Linked DNA regions of Mus musculus: regions 1 and 2 are each linked to region 3. Evidence: chromatin contacts called from public Micro-C and promoter capture Hi-C data. All regions are on one chromosome and are shown on one strand. Each heading gives the region's core, a stretch centred on a gene start, on an enhancer-like site or on the middle of the called end of the contact. The rest is flanking DNA. Distances are from core to core; before and after follow the strand shown.

What was found. Promoter capture Hi-C pulls out the DNA fragments that hold promoters and counts their contacts. A called contact is a pair of places that touch in the nucleus more often than the background predicts.
Region 1: a contact with region 3 is called in a promoter capture Hi-C map of liver, with 3 times the contacts expected there. The contact joins the promoter of 4933406J09Rik here to the promoter of Ddx47 in region 3. A contact is called at or near these places in 3 of 39 promoter capture datasets (liver and maxillary cranial neural crest) and 1 of 115 datasets of contacts at active chromatin or transcription factors (pancreatic cancer cells).
Region 2: a Micro-C map of embryonic stem cells shows a contact between it and region 3, with 2.2 times the contacts expected there. The contact joins the enhancer-like site here to the promoter of Ddx47 in region 3. A contact is called at or near these places in 4 of 39 promoter capture datasets (the 3T3-L1 cell line, 3T3-L1-derived adipocytes and maxillary cranial neural crest), 1 of 484 Hi-C or Micro-C datasets (embryonic stem cells) and 1 of 115 datasets of contacts at active chromatin or transcription factors (microglia).

What each region holds. Positions count from the first base shown.
Region 1 is chr6:134,401,289-134,404,730 of GRCm38.p6, forward strand. 4933406J09Rik (RIKEN cDNA 4933406J09 gene) reads right to left here and starts at 2,127. Exons shown (of 9, transcript NR_153848.1): 1 at 1,577-2,127. All of the region lies in intron 2 of Bcl2l14 (BCL2-like 14 (apoptosis facilitator)), which reads left to right.
Region 2 is chr6:134,423,587-134,427,107 of GRCm38.p6, forward strand. Bcl2l14 (BCL2-like 14 (apoptosis facilitator)) reads left to right here. Exons shown (of 7, transcript NM_025778.3): 3 at 25-476. The coding sequence starts at 32. Among named protein-coding and RNA genes, the nearest start is that of 4933406J09Rik, 22 kb to the left of the region's middle. Within about 2 kb of position 2,040, at least 39 of the 459 cell types and tissues checked have an H3K27ac peak or open chromatin away from gene starts, as enhancers often do. A contact at or near this core is called in embryonic stem cells, where this site is marked.
Region 3 is chr6:135,010,330-135,014,062 of GRCm38.p6, forward strand. It overlaps Ddx47 (DEAD box helicase 47), which reads left to right and starts at 1,283. Exons shown (of 12, transcript NM_026360.3): 1 at 1,283-1,399; 2 at 1,973-2,066. The coding sequence starts at 1,313.

The sequences.
Region 1 (3,442 bases), core at 877-3,376, 610 kb before region 3:
TGAAGATCAAAGGACAACTTCAAGTTGGTCCTCTCCTTCTACCCTGTGAATCTCAGGGACCAAGCTCAGGTCATCAGGTTTGGCTACAATTGCCTTAAACCACGGAGCCATCTCGTTGGCCCACCATCACATTTTGGGAAGCTATCTCACACTTTTTCAAATGAAGCAGACACTCATCCATAAGGCATTTTGACATGAGTTCTTCTTAAGTGAGGTTTCTCTTATTCTTTTTGCGTACAACTGATTAGTTAATCCTAAGTATTCCAAATCTTAGCACATGCTTGTCCCTACAATAATTTGGGGACCCCACATATTACCTACTTTATTCTTCCCAGAGTAATGATCATATGTCAACAACAGCTGGCAGTTTCTGAAACACCAGCTTTGTACCCCGACACCTGACAAGTGCTTCCCACGAAAACCTTGGTCATTTGGTCTTTACACAAAGTCAGATCTTTCTGTCTTCTCTTAATAAACTAGGAAACAGAGGCTAGTGTGGTTAAGGGAACTGTTCGTAAGCTATTTAGAGAGTTAGAAGTATGGCTCAGTGGCAACCATGAGTCTGTACAGACTTCAGTTTGGATGCCCAGAAAAACCTCGGCATGGTGGCCCACATCTGTAACCCAGCGCGGGGGACAGAAGCATGCAGAACTCAGGGGCTTGCTGGATGGCTAACTGAGGCAGCAAGCCCCAGGTTCAATGAGAGACTACAATAAAGTGGAAAAACAATGAGGAAGAGAGAGGAAAGAGAAAGGGGGAGCGAGGGAGGGAAGAAGGGAGGGGGAAGAAGATGGAGAAAGGGAGAGCATCCAGTTGGGAAATGACAGACCCAAGGCTCACATCTAGAACTCTCACCTGACTCTGTGGTCCATATCCCTCCCCAAACTCCTCTTCCCATCATCTGTGAATTCATCACTACCCAAGTCAATCATAAAAAAAATGTCAAACAGATTCGAGGACAGTGCTCAAAGGTGAATTTCAAACCTCCCACTGTATATTTGCTGGTTATTCACAGTCAGGGGTGAGGCATTTTTCACAGAATGTTGGACTTGTTGCCCACACTCAGACACCCAAGCCAGTGCAAGCCAATGGTTCTTATTCCACACCTGCACACATCACACTCTGGGTAGCAATGAGAAGCCACCCGAGGAGTTTTACATCTATACCTGTTTTGTCATTGTCCAACTCATCCCCGTGCACATCCTGAGACCTTTGACCCCTAGTTATAGAACATGCATTGCAAATGTTCTTCCCTAACTCTGGGATTTTGTTCTCTGGGTGGTGTAAGAGTTGAACTCAGTGTCTCAGATACACTAGGCAGGCACTCTGCCGCTGAGCTAGCCCCAGCCCTCCTCACAGAACACACGAAACTCACTCATCCTCCATATAACTATCCTCTAATAACTCAGTTGTTTAGTGTGAGGCTTCTGAACTGCCAACTCCCCAACACTGTGAAGGTCAGCCCGCTCCTCCAACACCTCTCGACAGTAACCCATTCTTGGTTTATTTTCTATGGCTGCGATAAAGCCGGCATGACCAAGAGCAGCCTAGAGAAGAAAGGGTTAATTTGACTTACCATGACCTGATCGCTGAGGAAAGCCAAGGAAGGGATCTGGAGGCAGAAACTGAAGCGGAGACCTGAGAAACTGCCTTGTTCCCCACACCTTGCTCAGCTGGCTCTTTTCTGTAACAGAGGATCGCCTCTCCAGCTTGTCATGCGGCTTGTTCACATCTTCACAGATCAGGAAACAGAAAGCTCCTGTAGGAAATAGAGGCCCAAGGCCCGACCTGAATCCTTCTAAGGATTTCTTAACCTTCGAAAAACAGCGCCACCTACTGGGCACGAATGTTCAAGCACATGAGCCACGGAGGACACCAAACTTCACCTCCTTCGCATCCCTCATCCAGTCAGAGGCACAATGAGTAACAGAAATGACTCCAATGCATCCAAATGTGCCTCAGGCAACCAAGCCTATAGTCCAAGGTGAAGATTCGGTGGGGCTGAAAGCCAAAGAACTTAAATGATTTAACTAAGGGTTAAATTAATTTAAAGTAAAATCATATGTTGTAAAGAACTGGTGTCAGATTGGTCCCTTCAACATTCCACCGTGGATAGGGGAGGCTCCTGAGGCGTCCACCCACCCCACCCCACCCTGCCAAGGAGCTAGTGGCAGTTAACAGTTGCTGGGGTGAGGGTGCCATTTCTTCAGTGGTGTAGCCACTGGTAAGTTGCCCCTGCTTTAATTAAATGACCCACCCCATAGCCATGATCACACAAGCAGCCCTCGTGGGGCTAAAAAAGGCATGGGAAGAAGAAAGTCAATACAAGCGTGAGGGAGAACGGTAATAGGGTAAGACTATGACCACAATATGTTGTACACTCGTGTGAAAGTGTAAAAATAAATGTATTTGGCTTGACTGACACATTAAAAAGAGCTTATTTCAAATGCCTTCTGTAACACCGAACCGAAACCAATACAATATTCTCTCCGGTTTGAAGGAGACCTTCTAACACTAAGCATTTATAGTCAGATAAGGACTGCTGAGATGATGTACAAACAGGACAAACTGGAAAAGCTGCTCTCTGCAGGACAACAAAGGAACGCATTCTGCAGGAACCGGTTCTCGTTTTCATGGGAGGTATTGTGTTTACATTACCCTCATTTTCTACACATTAACTTGCATCTCCATAGACTTGCAATGTGGACGAATCTAGAGCACGCAAGGGTCAGGCCTCTAGGAACCAGACGGTTTCCAAACTCCCAACCACCCACTGAGGAGATATCACCAGGCTTTTACCTGTTTCAGACAGTGTAGTATTTTTCTGCTCCAGAGTCAAGTGGCAATGATCCTGGTTCTAGATAAGAAGACAAAGAGTTAATCAAAGACATCTAAATAGTGACAGGAAAGATAGTCAGGGTCTGGGCTCTATAGACAGACAGCCTGGGCTCTCTTCAACCTCAGCTTAGCCGCATATGTCACCTTAAGCAATTCGGTGCCTCGGTTTTCTTATCTGTAAGTTGGGCATAACTATAAACACTCTCTACACAGCTGAGTTTTAAGAAGAAGGAGAAGAAGAAGAAGAAGAAGAAGAAGAAGAAGGAGGAGGAGGAGGAGGAGGAGGAGGAGGAGGAGGAGGAGGAGGAGGAGAAGAAGAAGAAGAAGAAGAAGAAGAAGAAGAAGAAGAAGAAGAAGAAGAAGAAGAAGAAGAAGAAGAAGTGACTCCAAAAAATCCCAGCTATTGTAATGACACCTCTCTGCAGCCCGAGACTATGAAAACATGCTTCTGTTTATTTTTAAAGTTGATGACCGACTAGGTCGAGAAGTCTCTCTTGATGACCATAAATTCGACAAGATGGATGTTCGCTTTCTCCAAGTTTCTCATTGCCTCTCCTAGAGTAGACACAGACTCATTGTCAGTCAGGTGTAGACCAACATTTGC
Region 2 (3,521 bases), core at 790-3,289, 590 kb before region 3:
CACCTTTGCCCTCTGTCGTTCCAGACCCAGCATGTGCAGCACCAGTGTGTATGACCTGGAAGACATTCCCCTGGAGGATGATGATCCAAACAGCATAGAGTTCAAAATCCTGGCCTTCTACGCCAGACACCATGTCTTCAAGAACACCCCGGCTGTCTTCTCGCCCAAGCTCTCCAGAACAAGGAGTCTGTCCCAGAAAGCCCTGGGGACTTGGTCAACTGATTCCTGGACACAGGTATCATTGCCTTGCAGAGGTTCCCCCTCCAGCGAAAAGAACATCAGCTTGGGCAAGAAGAAGTCTTCTTGGAGAACACTCTTCAGGGTGGCCGAGAAGGAGGAAGGCCTGCCGAGCTCCCCAAAGGAGATCCGAGCTCAGGGTCCTCAGGGCCCCTTCCCGGTAGAGCGGCAGAGTGGCTTCCACAACCAGCACTGGCCCAGGTCTCTGAGCAGTGTGGAGCAGCGCCTGGAGAGTGAAGGTAGGCTTGTGAACAGCTCTGCCTAGCACCACTCTCCTTCCTTGTGTGTGCCAAGAGGCTGGCCTCCTCTTACCTGCTGAAGATAGAGGCCTTTCCACTTCTTTAATTTCCGCCGTAACCACCCACTTTCCCCAAGGAGGGAAGGGTGGGAGGGGATGGTGGCAGTAGGGGTTTTCTGGCTCTGTGATGGTAAAGAAGCTTGCTTTGAGAGAGAAGGCACCTTAGCCAGGGCAGAGGCTTTGCCTCTTCCTGGGCCAGTTCACCTCTGGGGAGCCTGGGTACTGTGTTTACACCCATATACTGGAGAGTCACACCCTCTCCTACTTCTTCCGGTTGATGGAAAGACCAAAGAGAAGAGCCAGATGATGGAGGCAGGACTTTCAAGGGTTCATGGCCAGCCTTGGCTATATAGTGAGATGAATGCCAACCTGGGCTACATGAGACCCTGTCTTAAACAACAAATAAACAAACAATGGAAAGAGGGAGAAAGAGAAAGGGAAGGAAGGAGAAGGGAGAGAAGAGAAAAGAGAGGGGGCAGTGGGAAGAGGCATGAGAGGAGTAACAGGGATGAAGAGGGAAGGAAGAAGGGAGGGAGGGAGGGAGGGAAAGAATAAAGGAAGGAAGGTAGGAAGGAAAGAAGGAAAGAAAGACACTCAGGCAAAGAGATAGAAGCAGATAGGTTTTCAGTTGAACACACTGGCTCATACCTGCCGTCCTCAGCATTCAGAAAGAAAAGCATGGCCAGTTCTAGGCTAGCCTGGGGTACTTAACAAGTTGGAGGCCAGCTTAGGGTTATACTGTAAGATTGTCTTGGAAAACTGAAAAGAAACAAAATACTTTTCAGAACATAAGCCACCGGGCTGGAGAGATGGCTCAGCAGTTAAGAGCACTGCTGCTCTTCCAGAGGTCCTGAGTTCAAATCCCAGCACCCATGTGCTAGCTCACAAAGTGTGTAACTATAGTCCCATGGGATCCGATGCCATCTTCTGGTATGCGTGCAGACAATCTTTTAAAAAGGGAAGTTTTTCAAAAAATGTAAACTATTCTTTTTTTAAAAAAACTGATAAAGTCTTCCCTTGTTAGGAAAAAAGAAATTGTACTATCACTGAGGGCTTTACCTCCACCCACTTTACCACCACTGAAGTGCCCTTTACCTCAGCAGACGCTTCTCCCGCCATCCCACCCACTCCCACCTCAGCAGAGCCCCTTCCTGCCAGGTTTGTTGGGCCTAGGAAACTTGTCCATAGTTAGTCAGCAGATGGCAGTAACGGCTCAGTTTTAAAGGGCTGTGATCATTCTAAGTTGGAATCAGCCCTGCATGGACATGGATGGCTCCAAACCAGCCTGTGACCAAGGGAACTTCTTCAGTTAGACTGCGAGGATGCAGGCTCCTAAGAATACGCAGAACCCATCACTCAAGAGGCAGTGAGACTTTGTGGCGGACACACTGCCTGAACCACACGAAGCCATCTTCTCAGATTTGTTCATCTGCTTCTAAATGCACGGGTGGCTGAGGCCACAGCAAGAGGGGTTCCGCCCTCCTCTCCTGCCCTGTCTTCCCACGCATGCGTCAGCAACTGTGGATCAGAGCTGGAGGCCCCAATGACCTGGCTTTAGGGGTCACTGTGGCCTGCACAGAGACAGGAAGTTTCCACAGCCTTCCTTCCGCATTTCCTAGAGGAAATGACAAAAGTATTGTTTGGCTTTCCCTCCTAACTTTTCAAAAGAAATCACTCACATCATCTCCTCCCCTTTTAGAAAGAAGAAAAATAAATTTCAGATGAGATTAAGAATAAAAACTAAATTTGAGAGAGTGGGTTTATTGGCTAAATTGTATCTTAGGCTTAATAACCATATATTACAATGTATATAACCATAATACAGAGAGGTTTTTGTTTTAAGATTTATTTATGTATGAGTACACTGTCACTGTCTTCAGACACACCAGAAGAGGGCATTGGATCCCATTACAGATGGTTGTGAGCCACTATGTGGTTGCTGGGAATTGAACTCAGGACTTCTGGAAGAGCAGCCAGTGCTGAGCCATCTCTCCAGCTCCCATAATACATAGTTTTATGCATATCTAATTATATGTTGGATGTTCTGAAGAACATATTCTACAGGGCTGTGGAGATTCTAGATATCATATCTCCATTCAAGTAGAAAGAAAAGAGAAAGGCAGAGATGGCTTTCTTTCTAGATTATTCTAGATTATTTGGATATGTGTGTATATATATATATATATATACAAATATACATATATGTATGTATGTATGGGTTTATTTACTACTTATTTGAGATAGGACCTCGCTATGTAGCCAAGACTAACCCCTACCTCTTGACCCACCCCCATCATTAATTACTGTGAATGAATGCTCTTCTCCAAATACAGTATGATTACACTCAGCTACTCCACTTGGGACCAAACACAGAACCACTTCAAGTTCCTACAGTGAGCTGATTGGTGGAACACCAGTGACTACCCAACAAGTCAGCCAAGTACCTGCCTGCTCTACCCCGCCTTCCCCAAGCGGATACAAAGCTGCATTGTTTCTGGGTGGCTATAACTTGAGTCTATGCCGTGTAAATCTTCCTTCCTTGAGTGGAAACACACAGTACATCCCTTCCTGGCTTACAAATTCAGGAAAGATGAGTTGTATGTTACACACTTTTCTGAGCTATCTGTAGTCTGTGCTGGTCTGACACTCACGACCTTGCAGCCCTGGACTCCTGAGTGCTGAGGTGACAGATGTGGTCGTGTGTATGAAGCCTTGTTTACCTATAAGCATTACTTGAATGTTTTCTATTAAACTTAAGGGGAAATTTGTGACTATAAAAGCAAGGAGTATCAGACTACTGAACACTTTCCTGGGAACTGAGAGATCACCTCTCCTTCTCCAATGTATAAAGGTTACCCTCAAATGTAATTAAGCTTAATAAAAATAAAAGCACCAAGAACATTCTTTCAAGCAATGCTAGCACCCCACGCCATGTTGGGTGCATTTCTTTGCAAGGGAGAAAAGATGAAGGTGTGGAAGGGCCCCT
Region 3 (3,733 bases), core at 33-2,532:
AAGGTTGTTACATCCATCCATACACACTTGTAATATAACACACATATAATATATATTTGAAACAGGGTCTTACCAAGTAACCCTGACTGTTCTGGAACTTGCTATGTAGACCGGGCAGGCCTCCACTTCACAGAGATTCACCTGCCTCTGTCTCCTGAGTGATGGGATTAAAGGCATGGGCCACCACTCCCAATCTTAGTTATATTATATTTAAATCTATGGCCTTTCCCACAACAGCCTCAGGACTTGGAGCCCTAAATACTCTTAAGGGTATGTTTGACATGCGCTGCGCACATTTTAACAACACACTCTGCCAGAGAAAGGGATACCACGAAGAAAAGCATAGCAGATTGTCTCTAATGCCTCAGTTTCAGAAAGTGTGCCCCACACATTGAGAATGCCAATGCCTCCCCACTAGGGTACACTTGCAGGCACAGGGCATGTAACATACATTGTACCTCACTAGCTTAAGTGGTGGCAGTTCAGATATCTCACGGGTCTCAGGAATTTTGTATTCACAGATCTGCCAGTTTTTTGTTTGTTTGTTTGTTTTTTCGAGACAGGGTTTCAGAAATCTGCCTGCCTCTGCCTCCCAAGCGCTGGGATTAAAGGCGTGTGCCACCACGCTCGGCTCAGATCTGCCAGTCTTGAATAGGTGTCCCCTGAACTCAGAACGGCCTTTCTGGTATCAGTAAGGTCCCAGCTCAAATATCACTGCCTCAGAGACACCTTCTCAGTCTTGCAGCAATCCTGACAATTCTTTCTCCCAAAGCTTTGCTCCCCTATTTTTATGTAGCACTTTTCATAATTCAAAGTGGCCCATTATTACCTATGTATTGTTTGCCTTCTCTTTGCAGTGGAAGTTGATACTGTCCTGCTCTATCATTAGACACCTAGCACAGTCCAAGCATATGGCAGGCTGTCAGTTGTCAAATATATGAAGTAATGAATAAATAGTATCGTGATGTCCATGTGTTTACATTTCTATAGTTAGAAAAGTGATAAGCCAAAGGGAAGACAGCCAAGGCCCTGGAAGGCCGAAGTTGCAGAATGAAATCCTGCCTCAAGAAACCAATTTAAAAAAATAAAAAATAGGGCAGATACCCAAAGGGCAGCAAGAAGGGATCGTCTCAGTTCCTTAGGCACACAGGCTTCCAGCCATTGCTGTTCTTCCAAGTCCCTCCTGTGTGGGGCGCTGCCACGCCAGACCCGCCAGCAGGAGGCGTTCAGAACCTACACTCTAGGAAAGTAATCGCCTACATTTCCCAGCACGCCTTGCGCCTCGGCCCCACTTCCGGAGCCCACGAGCAAGATGGCGGCGGACGAGGAACCCGATTCCCCCTCTGGAGCCCTTCAGACAGCTGCGGAAGAGGAGGAAACGAAAACATTTAAAGACCTGGTGAGAATGGGTGATGCTGGTATTTATTTTGTGATGTTGGCGTTTAGGCTCACCCAGGGTTTGGGTACTTCATATCCCAGCCGGTGGTGTGTAAAAACACCTTGGGGCCTAGCTCATGCTATCTTCAGGCTGTCAGAAACTCGGGGTCTCTTCACGCTCCCTCGGGTGCATTTGCCTTGTAGGATGCCGCTGGGTCGTGAGAGCCCCCGTTTGTTTTTCTCCCCAGTTACTGTAGAGCCTTATGTTATCTAGGGTCACGCGTGACCTCCTTACAAGAGGCAAGTTGTTATGGTGTGCGCCTCACTTTATACACGTGAGGCACTTGGTAGAATAATAGCTAGCCACTGGTCGGAACTGATTTGACGGGTTAAATGAGATAATACATGCAAAGAGTTGACAGCAGCCCCTGGTGAAGAGAAATTGTCTCAAGGCGCTGTCCCATAGTGTTCATATAAAGCAGGGTCTGAGATGTACAGTTATGTAAAGTGCAAAGGGCTACGTATCACCAGGAGGATGGCTCTGATAAAGGTGAGGATGTATTCTTTGCTAAAGTATGGTTTTCTGAATTCAAAGGGTGTTACGGATGTATTGTGTGAAGCTTGTGACCAGTTGGGATGGGCAAAGCCCACCAAGATCCAGATCGAAGCTATTCCTTTGGCCTTGCAAGGTAGGTTGGAATTAAATATGCAGGCTAGTACAGAGCCAGTGTGGCATTATATTCAGTTTTTGTGTTGCTTCTAAGAGCTATTGCTGTCAAATTCCAAGTGAAATAAAGATATAATCTCTCCCTGGGTATGGCAGGACTACTTGAGTTCTTAACACCGAGGAGGCAGAGACCTTGCTTCAAATAAATATAAAGCCAGGTGTGATCACGGTGGCACAAGCCTGTACCATTTGGGAGGTAGACACTGACGTTAATGAATGGTGGGACGACAGTTTTAAACCCCTAGAGCACTCTACTGTCTGAATTTGCATGGCAGATCCTGACTGTTAGCTCTAAGAGATGAGAATTAAGAATCCATACAATGGACCATCAAGAGACCCATAATTAGCCTCCAAACGATGACACCATTGCATACACTAGCAAGCGTTTGGTGCAAGGACCGTGATATAGCCGTCTCTTGTGAGACTATGCCGGGGCCTAGCAAACACATAGGTGGATGCTCAGAGTCAGCTATTGGATGGATCACAGGACCCCCAATGGAGGAGCTAGAGAAAGTATACAAGGAGCTAAAGAGATCTGCAACCCTGTAGGTGCAACATTATGAACTAACCAGTACCCCGGAGCTCTTGACTCTAGCTGCATATGTATCAAAAGATGCCGTAGTCGGCCATCACTGGAAAGAGAGGCCCACTGGACAGGCAAACTTTATATGCCCCAGTACAGGGGAACGCCAGGGCCAAAAAATGGGAATGGGTGGGTAGGGGAGTGGGGGGGGGAGGGTGTGGGAGGCTTTTGGGATAGCATTGGAAATGTAATTGAGGAAAATACGTAATTAAAAAAAAAAAAGAGGAAAAAAAAAAAAAAGAATCCACCATAAAGCTAGGCGTGGTGGTGCACACCTTTAATCCCAGCACTCCATTGGCAGAGACAGGAGGATTTCTGAGAGTTTGGGGCTAGCCTGGTCTACTAAGCAAGTAGGAAAACACTTTGTCTTTAAGACAAAGAACAAACAAACAACGCCCCCCCCCCAAAAAAAAAACCAGAAAGAAAATCCATCTTGCTTATTCTGTATCTTCCAACACCCTTGATCAGACCTTTCTTGAAGTTATCTTTTCATTTCAACACAGTATTTTACTAGCCTGTCTCTTTAGCTACTGTTTCTTTCCTTTGGCTTTATAATAGCGATTCTATCACCATCCTCTATTTCCTTATTCTAAAACAACTTGGACCTACTGAATTAGAATTTTCAGGTGTCAAACCAGGTGGTGGTGGTGCGTGCCTTTAATCCCAGCACTCAGGAGGCAGGGCTTGGCAGATTTCTAAATTTGAGGCTAGCCTGGTCTACACAGCGAGTTCCAGAGCAGCCAGGACTACACAGAGAAGCCCTGTCACAAAAAAAAAAAAAAACCAAAGCAAACACACAGAAGAAGAATTTTCAGATGTGGGACATAGCCCCTCCTTCATAGATTGTACCTCTGATGTGTATGCCCCTCAGGGATGCGAACCGAGTGGAAATTCAGGGCTTTTGTGTGAATGGGAGGAACGAGGTTATGAAGATGCTCATGGGTCACGAGTAGTTTTGGCAACCAGGGGTATTTCATGCCGCCATTCTTTAGGAAGATGAGCTGAAGGCCTGCTGGCATAAGTATATCCTGTGTAGCTTGTAGCTC